Regions from separate parts of the Anser cygnoides genome. Here region 1 is linked to region 2. A link is a contact called in public Hi-C data. All regions are on one chromosome and are shown on one strand. The core of a region is the stretch at or near the end of the contact, and the rest is flanking DNA. Distances in the headings are between cores, read along the strand shown.

Region 1 (3,839 bases), core at 230-2,729, 170 kb after region 2:
ACTAACAACAACTCATCTTTTCAGGTCTCGCCTTAATGGTCCTACGCAGAAAAAACAGCATTTTATCTGCTTAAAAATCACAAAGGGACAGGTTATCTCTAAACTGTTAGGTTAGACTACTGCTCAATGATTTGCATCTCACTAAATGTAATTCTGCTATGCCTCAGTCTTGAATCCCAATTTCCTTCTACTCCTGCAGCTTCCACCGAAGGCTGAACTCAAGCTTCATCAGCCAAACGCTGCCTAGTGCCTGTAATGTTTCAATTAACATAAACCAATGGTCTGTAATATACTGTCTCACATTGTTAACTCATTCTGTGTTACGCATTCATCATCATTTAGGCCTGCACGGGCATCTTAATTTACCGGCGAATACCAATGTGCTTTATGTGTATGCAGCAATGGTCTTCACGTACCCAAGAATCAGAATTAAATAAGATGATACAAACGCAGAATATATAAGAAGATGTAATTTTACTTCTGTACATAACCGCATACTTGACGCATTCCGATGTCAGTTCTCCTCACACTGCTCGCTTTATGTATCGCAGTAACTTAATACCTGGTGCTACCACCCCGGCACAGACATGGATGGGGAGAGCACCATCGCTATTCAGTGAACGTGGACGTGGGGAGGTCGGTCAGAGCGCTCCCCAGCAGCGCGCTGTCCTCCCAGCAAACCTTCCCCTGGTACTCACAGCCACGAAGCCCTAATATTTATATTCTCATTAGGGGGACCATACGCGTGTGCACCACACGCACAGTTATTCATCTCTACTCAACAGTGCACCACCCGTTGTTTGACCGATTCTGGGTTGTTGCAAGGAGCACGTTTCCTACAAGCCTCACCCAAGAAGCGACGCGGGGAGGCAGAAGACAAGTCTTGCCGTACGAACACCACTCAGGGGCTGAGGGATGAAAAGCCAAAGGCGCCTTCCAGAAAGGTACATTACTGTACTTAGGCAGCATCTATGTTCTTACCTCGTCTGTGCCTACCGGTAATTGCCTCTCGGGCTTTCTTACTGATGAAAACTCTCTCCCTTCTCAGCTATAGCCTCAGACGGAAGGCGCTGCACACTCTTCGTGCTACGTGGTGCACCTTGCCATTCCCCACACGTTTAATGCAAAAGTTTTTCTGCTTGCAAGCACAGATAAACCTCTCAGTTTTCCTTCCTGACAGGAAGATAGCCATGCTTTAAATCAATAAAACTTTTACGACACCAAACGCTATTTCTAGCGGCATATAAAATTATTCACCAGATCCCTCCTGCTCTCTCGCACAGCCATCACTTGCTACTCACAAAAGGGTCTGAACCGTTCTGGAGAGGAAGATCCCAGCAAAGCCTTTACGGCTGTGGGCACTCATTTAAGAATATGCACCCCCAAGTGAAGAAAAAAAAAAAAAAAAGTTACTTTTGCATTTTGCCTGCTTCCTGTTTATTCCCCGGCGAAGCCTACCCACAGCGGTGCGCTCGCCCCCTCCCCAGAGCCACCCACCTACACGCCGGGGAGCCCGGCTCGGAGGTTTGGGATGCACGCATCCAACGCGAGGGCTGCGGGCAGACCCGGCAGGCAGGGCTACACTTCTGCTAATAAACTTTAAAAAAAAAAAAGGGGGGGGGGAGGAGGGGGGGTCACTTTGTCAAATATAGGTCATTTGTGCGCCAAGGCGGCAGCCCCCCCGCTCCTTGTCCTTGCTGCCAAAGTTGCCTGCCCGGAGCGCGGCCCCTGCCGGGGGGGGGGGGCAGCACGGGACCATAAAATCCCGGGTCCCCAAAACCCCGGAGCGATCTCGGCGATCCGGCCTCGATCAGCTCCCCGGGGGCCACCCCCCCCACCCCGGGCCCCCCCCCAGCCGCTCCCCCCCGGTGCCCCCCGCACTCACCTCCCCCGGCCCCCGCCGAGCGGACGGGGCGCCCGCCGCCCCCGGCAGCCTCCCTCGGCGCGCTGGGGCTGGCTCCGCGGCTGCCTCCAACTCATCCCCAGCCTCGCCGCCGCCGCCGCCGCCTCCTCCTCCTCCTCCTCCTCCTCCTCCCCCCGCCCTGCCCGCCCCGCTGGCTGCCGCCTGTCTGCGGCGAGTCTGGCTCTGGCGGCCGGGCGCGGGGCCGCCGGCGCGAGGGAGGGAGGAGGAGGAGGAGGAGGAGGAGGAGGAGGAGGAGGAGGAGGAGGAGGAGGAGGAGGAGGAAGCGGGGGAGGGGCGGCTGTGCTCCTTCCCCTCCCTTCCTCTCCCCTCCCCTCCCCTCCCCTCCCCGCCCGGCTCGGCACAGCCCGGCTCGGCGGCCCACACCGCCCCCTGCCGGGGGGATGAGCTGCGGCCCCCCCAAAACGCCCCTTATCCCTCCCCCCACCTCCCCAAATTTTGGGGTGAGGTGAGAGCAGCCAGCCCGAGGCTCCCCCCTCCCTCCGCAGCCGGTGCTGAAGGCAGGGTTGGCACGGCACGGTGTTGGGGGGGGGGGGGGGGGGGGGTTGGCTCCGGGCTCGATTTTGTCCCGTGCAGAATGAGAAATTTTGTGACATCTCCAAAAAATGTTGCCAGACAGGAAAACCCCGTTCCGGGCACGGCCCCACAGGCACGAACCCAAGGCAGGGTTCGGCCCCGCCTCGCAGAAGGAAGGCAGCGCTCACCCGCAGGTGCTGTCCAGCTTTGGGCTGGTAACAGCCGCAGTAACGCCACCCAGCCTCCTGCCACCATCCCGCTCCTCGTATCTCCGTGACCCCCCCGTGGGACACAGGGCTGTGACACCCCTCGGCAACCTGACCCTCGGCTGTGCCCAAGCCGGGTGGCAACAAGTGCAACAGCCACAAGCTGTAAGTTTAAACACCAAAATATTGACGCACACCATTACCACGGGGAAAAGAATCCCTCTTTCCACAAATTCACATCGTCAGTCTCAGTCCACATTCCCATCCACGAGGGGCTCTGAATATTTTCCCTTCCTTACCGTACGTGTGAGCCAGGAAGGAACAGGAGAAGTAGCAGGGAGTGGATAACACCATGAGCTCTCTTACTTTAAGCATGTGCCTGTTGAACTCAAATGTGCTTCTGAAGTTGAGGTGGTTTCCTTTCTGGCCTCACCTCTGTCCAGTGTCAAGCTGAAGGGAAGGTGCAAGTCTGCCGGCAGGAGACGGGAAGCCATCAGGACGCTGCTCCGGCAACCCAGGGCCAAGGAGGCCACGCTGTGAAGATCACAAGGGCCAAGGCCCTCAGCTTGAGCTGGGGTCACCAGGTGAGACAGAAAATGGGGAAGCAAGGGATCAATGCCAAAGGAGAGAAACAGCAGTGAGAGATAATTTTAGCAACCATATGTTGGATTAATCAGCGGGGAGCCAAAGAAGTACCAAACAATACAGGAAAGAACAGCTTCCAATAATCAGGGTGATATGTCCGGGGGCTGCTTGTCCTGAATGTTGCAAAAATCATCCAAAGCTCACAGGCTTAATAATCACCAGAGTTGACTCCCACCTGCATTTTACTGGCAAACTGGGAGAACCCCGATTTCCAGTCTGCAAACTGTGGTTTGCAATCAGGAATCAAGCGCTGCGTTTCCCAGCGTGTCCCAGTAATCTGTGTGTGCTTCGTAACAAACGAGTTTGACATGCTCCGGCTCCGTTCCCTTCAATGACTTCTCGAGGAAAACAAGAAGTTGCTCACTTCAGGCGGAGATTCTTGTCGTGTGCAAAGTAATATCCACAGCCCATGGAAAACTTTGCAAAGCACAGCAAGATCACCCATCAAGTAACAAACCATCTCTATGCATTACCTGTAGAGTGGAAAAAATTGCCTCTAGAAAGGAAAGATGTGGAAGAGTAGATTAAGCGGACTGTTTTGGTTTACTTTC
Region 2 (3,596 bases), core at 726-3,225:
TCTGTATAAAACAACCAATTTTCTGTTTGGAAAGTGCAAAGTGATAATTAATGTACAAGGTTAAAGAGAAAGGAAAACAAAAAATCTTTCAAGGATGCAGCAAGAGAAATTTCTGCCGGAGGCTACATTAGCCAAAATAAGAATGTCCACTGCACAATATCTAATTTCATGCATGACTGCTGCTCTGGGTCACAGCTCTACACTCTCTCCCTCTGAAGCTTCCTCATTCACCCCTCTACCCCAGCCTAAAACACTGTTATTTATAAACTGCTTGGAAAACTGGTGTCCCAACAGCCTCACAGGTTTTATAAACAAATGTATCTGTCTAACCTCATACTGAATTTATAGCATTTTTCAACCAAAAGGAGTAAACAAGATGATGCACAAGGCCATTACTTCATGATTCAGGCAGAATGGAGAGGAGCATTATTGACAGATGAGAAATTACTCCTATTTTTGCCGGTAAAATTAAGAACTCTGCTGGAGCAAAATGAAAACTCCTTCCAATTTCCATTAAAATGATTTTTTTCTTAAATAACAAGAATTCAGGTTCACTTTAGGGAAACCATCCTTAGGGCCAACCGAGGTATGGTTTATCAGGACAAACATTCTTGTTTTTTCTATTTCAGTTCAGGAACAGCAAAATTGCTCAGATATATCCTATCCATCCTGGGGGTCAGAACTTTCTGACAAAATTAAATGAGGGCGATAGCTAGGCTCCGGAACAACAGCTTTAGGGTTGGCTTACACAGGACAGTGTAGTAACATGTATGAGCACTGAATTAACTTGGATTTACCTATCCTTATTAGCATGAAATTTTCCTAGACTAATACAATCGTGTTTCTGACACCCAGAAAGTTAGTGTGGGTATCTGACCAATCATAACTGCATCAGCATGGACACAGCCTTGGATGTTATGCTGCACAAACAGGATGATTCACCAATTTCAGTGATCAGTGGACACTCTGCATAGGAAAATCAGGCACAAACTACAAGGGAAGGGAAAATAAATCTATTAAGAACTAGTTCTGTGCACCTGCGGAATTGCCACGATTTCAAGTAAGGTAAGCTGCAAACAGCAGCTTTATCTGTCTAGACTAAAGGTTTAGACTGGCTTGCAATCAACAGCTTCAAATAAGGCAAATCTCCAGGACAGGAAGATGAAAAACGAAGGAGGAAAAAATCAGTACAAGAAAATTCCTTTAAAGATATGGCATATCTTCACAGAACCCCAGCACGGCTGAGGCTGTCAGGTCCCTCTGGAGGCCCCCTGCCCCAGCCCCCTGCCCCAGCAGGGCCACCCAGAGCAGGGTGCCCAGCACCACGTCCAGGCGGCTTCTGAAGGTCTCCATGAGGAGACCCCACGGCCTCTCTGGGCAGCCTGTGCCAGTGCTCGGCCACCCGCACAGCACACAAGTGCGGCCCGGTGCTCAGAGCTGTGCCCGCTGCCTCTTGTCCTGCCACTGGGCACCACTGCAAGGAGCCTGGCTCCATCCTCATTGCACCTTCCCCTTGGATATTTACAGACATTACAGATCCCCCAGAGCCTCCTCTTCTCCAGGCTGAGGAGCTCTCAGCCTCTCCTCACAGAAGAGGTGATCCAGGATCATCTTCATGACTAATGGATTCTCTCTCCAGTGTGTCCACATCTCTCCTGTGCTGGGGAGCCCTAAAAGACACTTCCCAAATGACAGTACATCAGTCTGAAAGTTGTAGACTTCACTAAATCCCAAATAGTAAAGAGCGAAAACTTACTTGAGATTTACTCAGAGATATGAAGCTTTATTTTTGTTTGTTTTAAGGGGTCTATACTACTGTCAGACCCACCAAAAAAAAAAAACAAAAAACACAACAAACAACAAAAAAAACAGCACTGAAGTCACTAACCAATAAAAACTTTGATGCATACCAGAGACAGAATTATACATCTTTCTCACACGATTTATAGCTGCCTTCTAGAAAAGGCTTGAAAACTACTAAAATGGAAAGTTTATTAAATTGTTTACTTCTCAAATACATTCTGAAGCAAAAATAAACGCATTGCCAGCTGGTGTTCCTGCGCTCTCTGCAAAGAATCAGTGTTCGACACTTATCTCATAGGACCCAAAATTCTTCTTTCTGGCTGTTTTTCCCCTCTGTTGTCAGTTTTTTTCCTAACATTTCCTCTTTAAAAAAGCTAGATCAATAAATAAATTCTTGACATAGCTGTTTGCATAACATCATGAACATTGTGGGAGAACACAACACGATCCTTAACCTCCCCCTCACTGCCAAGGGCAGCTTGGGCTTGGAGCGATGCCACGACAGGGAACAAACCATGGCAGGGCACTGCCCCGCCGTGTCCCAGACCTGAAGCCCCAGGTGCCCATCCTCTTTGAAAGGAAAAATACCCTTACCCTTTAAAAGCTGTATCTTTTGAAACTTGAAAGAAGTGAGGGAAATAGGGGAAAGAAGGCATATGCCAGACTCCTCTTTTCTATCCAGAAGGAAGTAACTTGATAAATGATTGCTAAAACCAACATTTTAATGAAACCAAAGACAGAATATCAACTTTCAAACTACTCCTTTGCCTGAAATTCTAACAGCACAAAAATTGCCAACCTATGCTGGGGAAAAATAACAGCAAGGATATGTTAGACTTGTTCTGACTTACCAGTAAGTTATTTATAACACCCTTCAAAATTTTGGAAGGTTATATTATGGAGTCCAAGTTGTATTGTCTATTGTTTTACAGCCAGGTGCAGGAAACTAAAGCAGAGCCAGCATGCTTGCTGGAAAAAACAAAACAAGGCAAAAAAAAAACAAAAAACCCTCTGGATTGCAGAAGTTGCTTTTTTTGCATTCTTAAGTCAGTGCTATGCGCTTGGGTACTTTTCTCACATAGTTTAGCAAATGTAGGTATCCCGTGAACTAACCATAAGTGGAGACACCCCATCATTTTTCTTAGGCGTATTCTATAAATGCCAGAGACCATCTTTGAAGAGAAACTCCAAATTTACCTTCAAATTGTTTTGTCTTGCTAGCTGAGTTCATGTTGAAGATGGATATAATTTAAAGCAGTTTCGCTGTTTGACTAAGGATTGGGCAAGTCAAGTTTTCTGCAGTAGTCTCGTCTCTGCACTTCAAACCAGAGACAAGAAGTCTTCTTGCTTTTCTGAACAGAAAAATAATAGAAAATGATTTGGTCTGTTCTTTATTCTTCCTCAGTTCTTGCAGAACAGAACTAAAGTCACCCATTAAAGACTTGTCTCATCTACTAGACAGAGCATTCCCCGTGTCCTAAAGAGATAAAGAAACCCAAGTAGGAACAGCACAAACACTGTGAATAATAAGGGATTTTATATTTTAATCTAGATGAAATAACACTGTCTTCAACAAACAGATGCCAAGTGCGATACCTTTTTCGTGCAGCAGACTGTTTAACAACCACAATGTAATTATAAGACAGCTGCCAATTCTGAACGGGATGCTTTTCCGATCTTGCACAGTAATAGCCAAAATTTTGCTTAATTTTAGCATAAGGGCAGGTAGTCCAACACAGCGCCTGTGTCTGAGGAAGTTATATTTATGTACCACTTATCTGCTCTTCCCCTCA

Evidence for each region. Hi-C and Micro-C count contacts between places; a contact is called where the count stands out from the background.
Region 1: a contact with region 2 is called in a Hi-C map of liver, with 1.9 times the contacts expected there. The contact joins two enhancer-like sites. A contact is called at or near these places in 2 of 7 Hi-C or Micro-C datasets (both in liver).

What each region holds. Positions count from the first base shown.
Region 1 is chr2:107,563,737-107,567,575 of Taihu_goose_T2T_genome, forward strand. No RefSeq gene overlaps it. Among named protein-coding and RNA genes, the nearest start is that of LDLRAD4, 45 kb to the left of the region's middle. Within about 2 kb of position 1,480, at least 1 of the 3 cell types and tissues checked has open chromatin away from gene starts, as enhancers often do. A contact at or near this core is called in liver, where this site is marked.
Region 2 is chr2:107,395,961-107,399,556 of Taihu_goose_T2T_genome, forward strand. All of the region lies in intron 3 of LDLRAD4 (low density lipoprotein receptor class A domain containing 4), which reads right to left. LOC136790163 (a long non-coding RNA gene) reads right to left here. Exons shown (of 2, transcript XR_010829602.1): 1 at 1-3,596. Among named protein-coding and RNA genes, the nearest start is that of LDLRAD4, 120 kb to the right of the region's middle. Within about 2 kb of position 1,976, at least 2 of the 3 cell types and tissues checked have open chromatin away from gene starts, as enhancers often do. A contact at or near this core is called in liver, where this site is marked.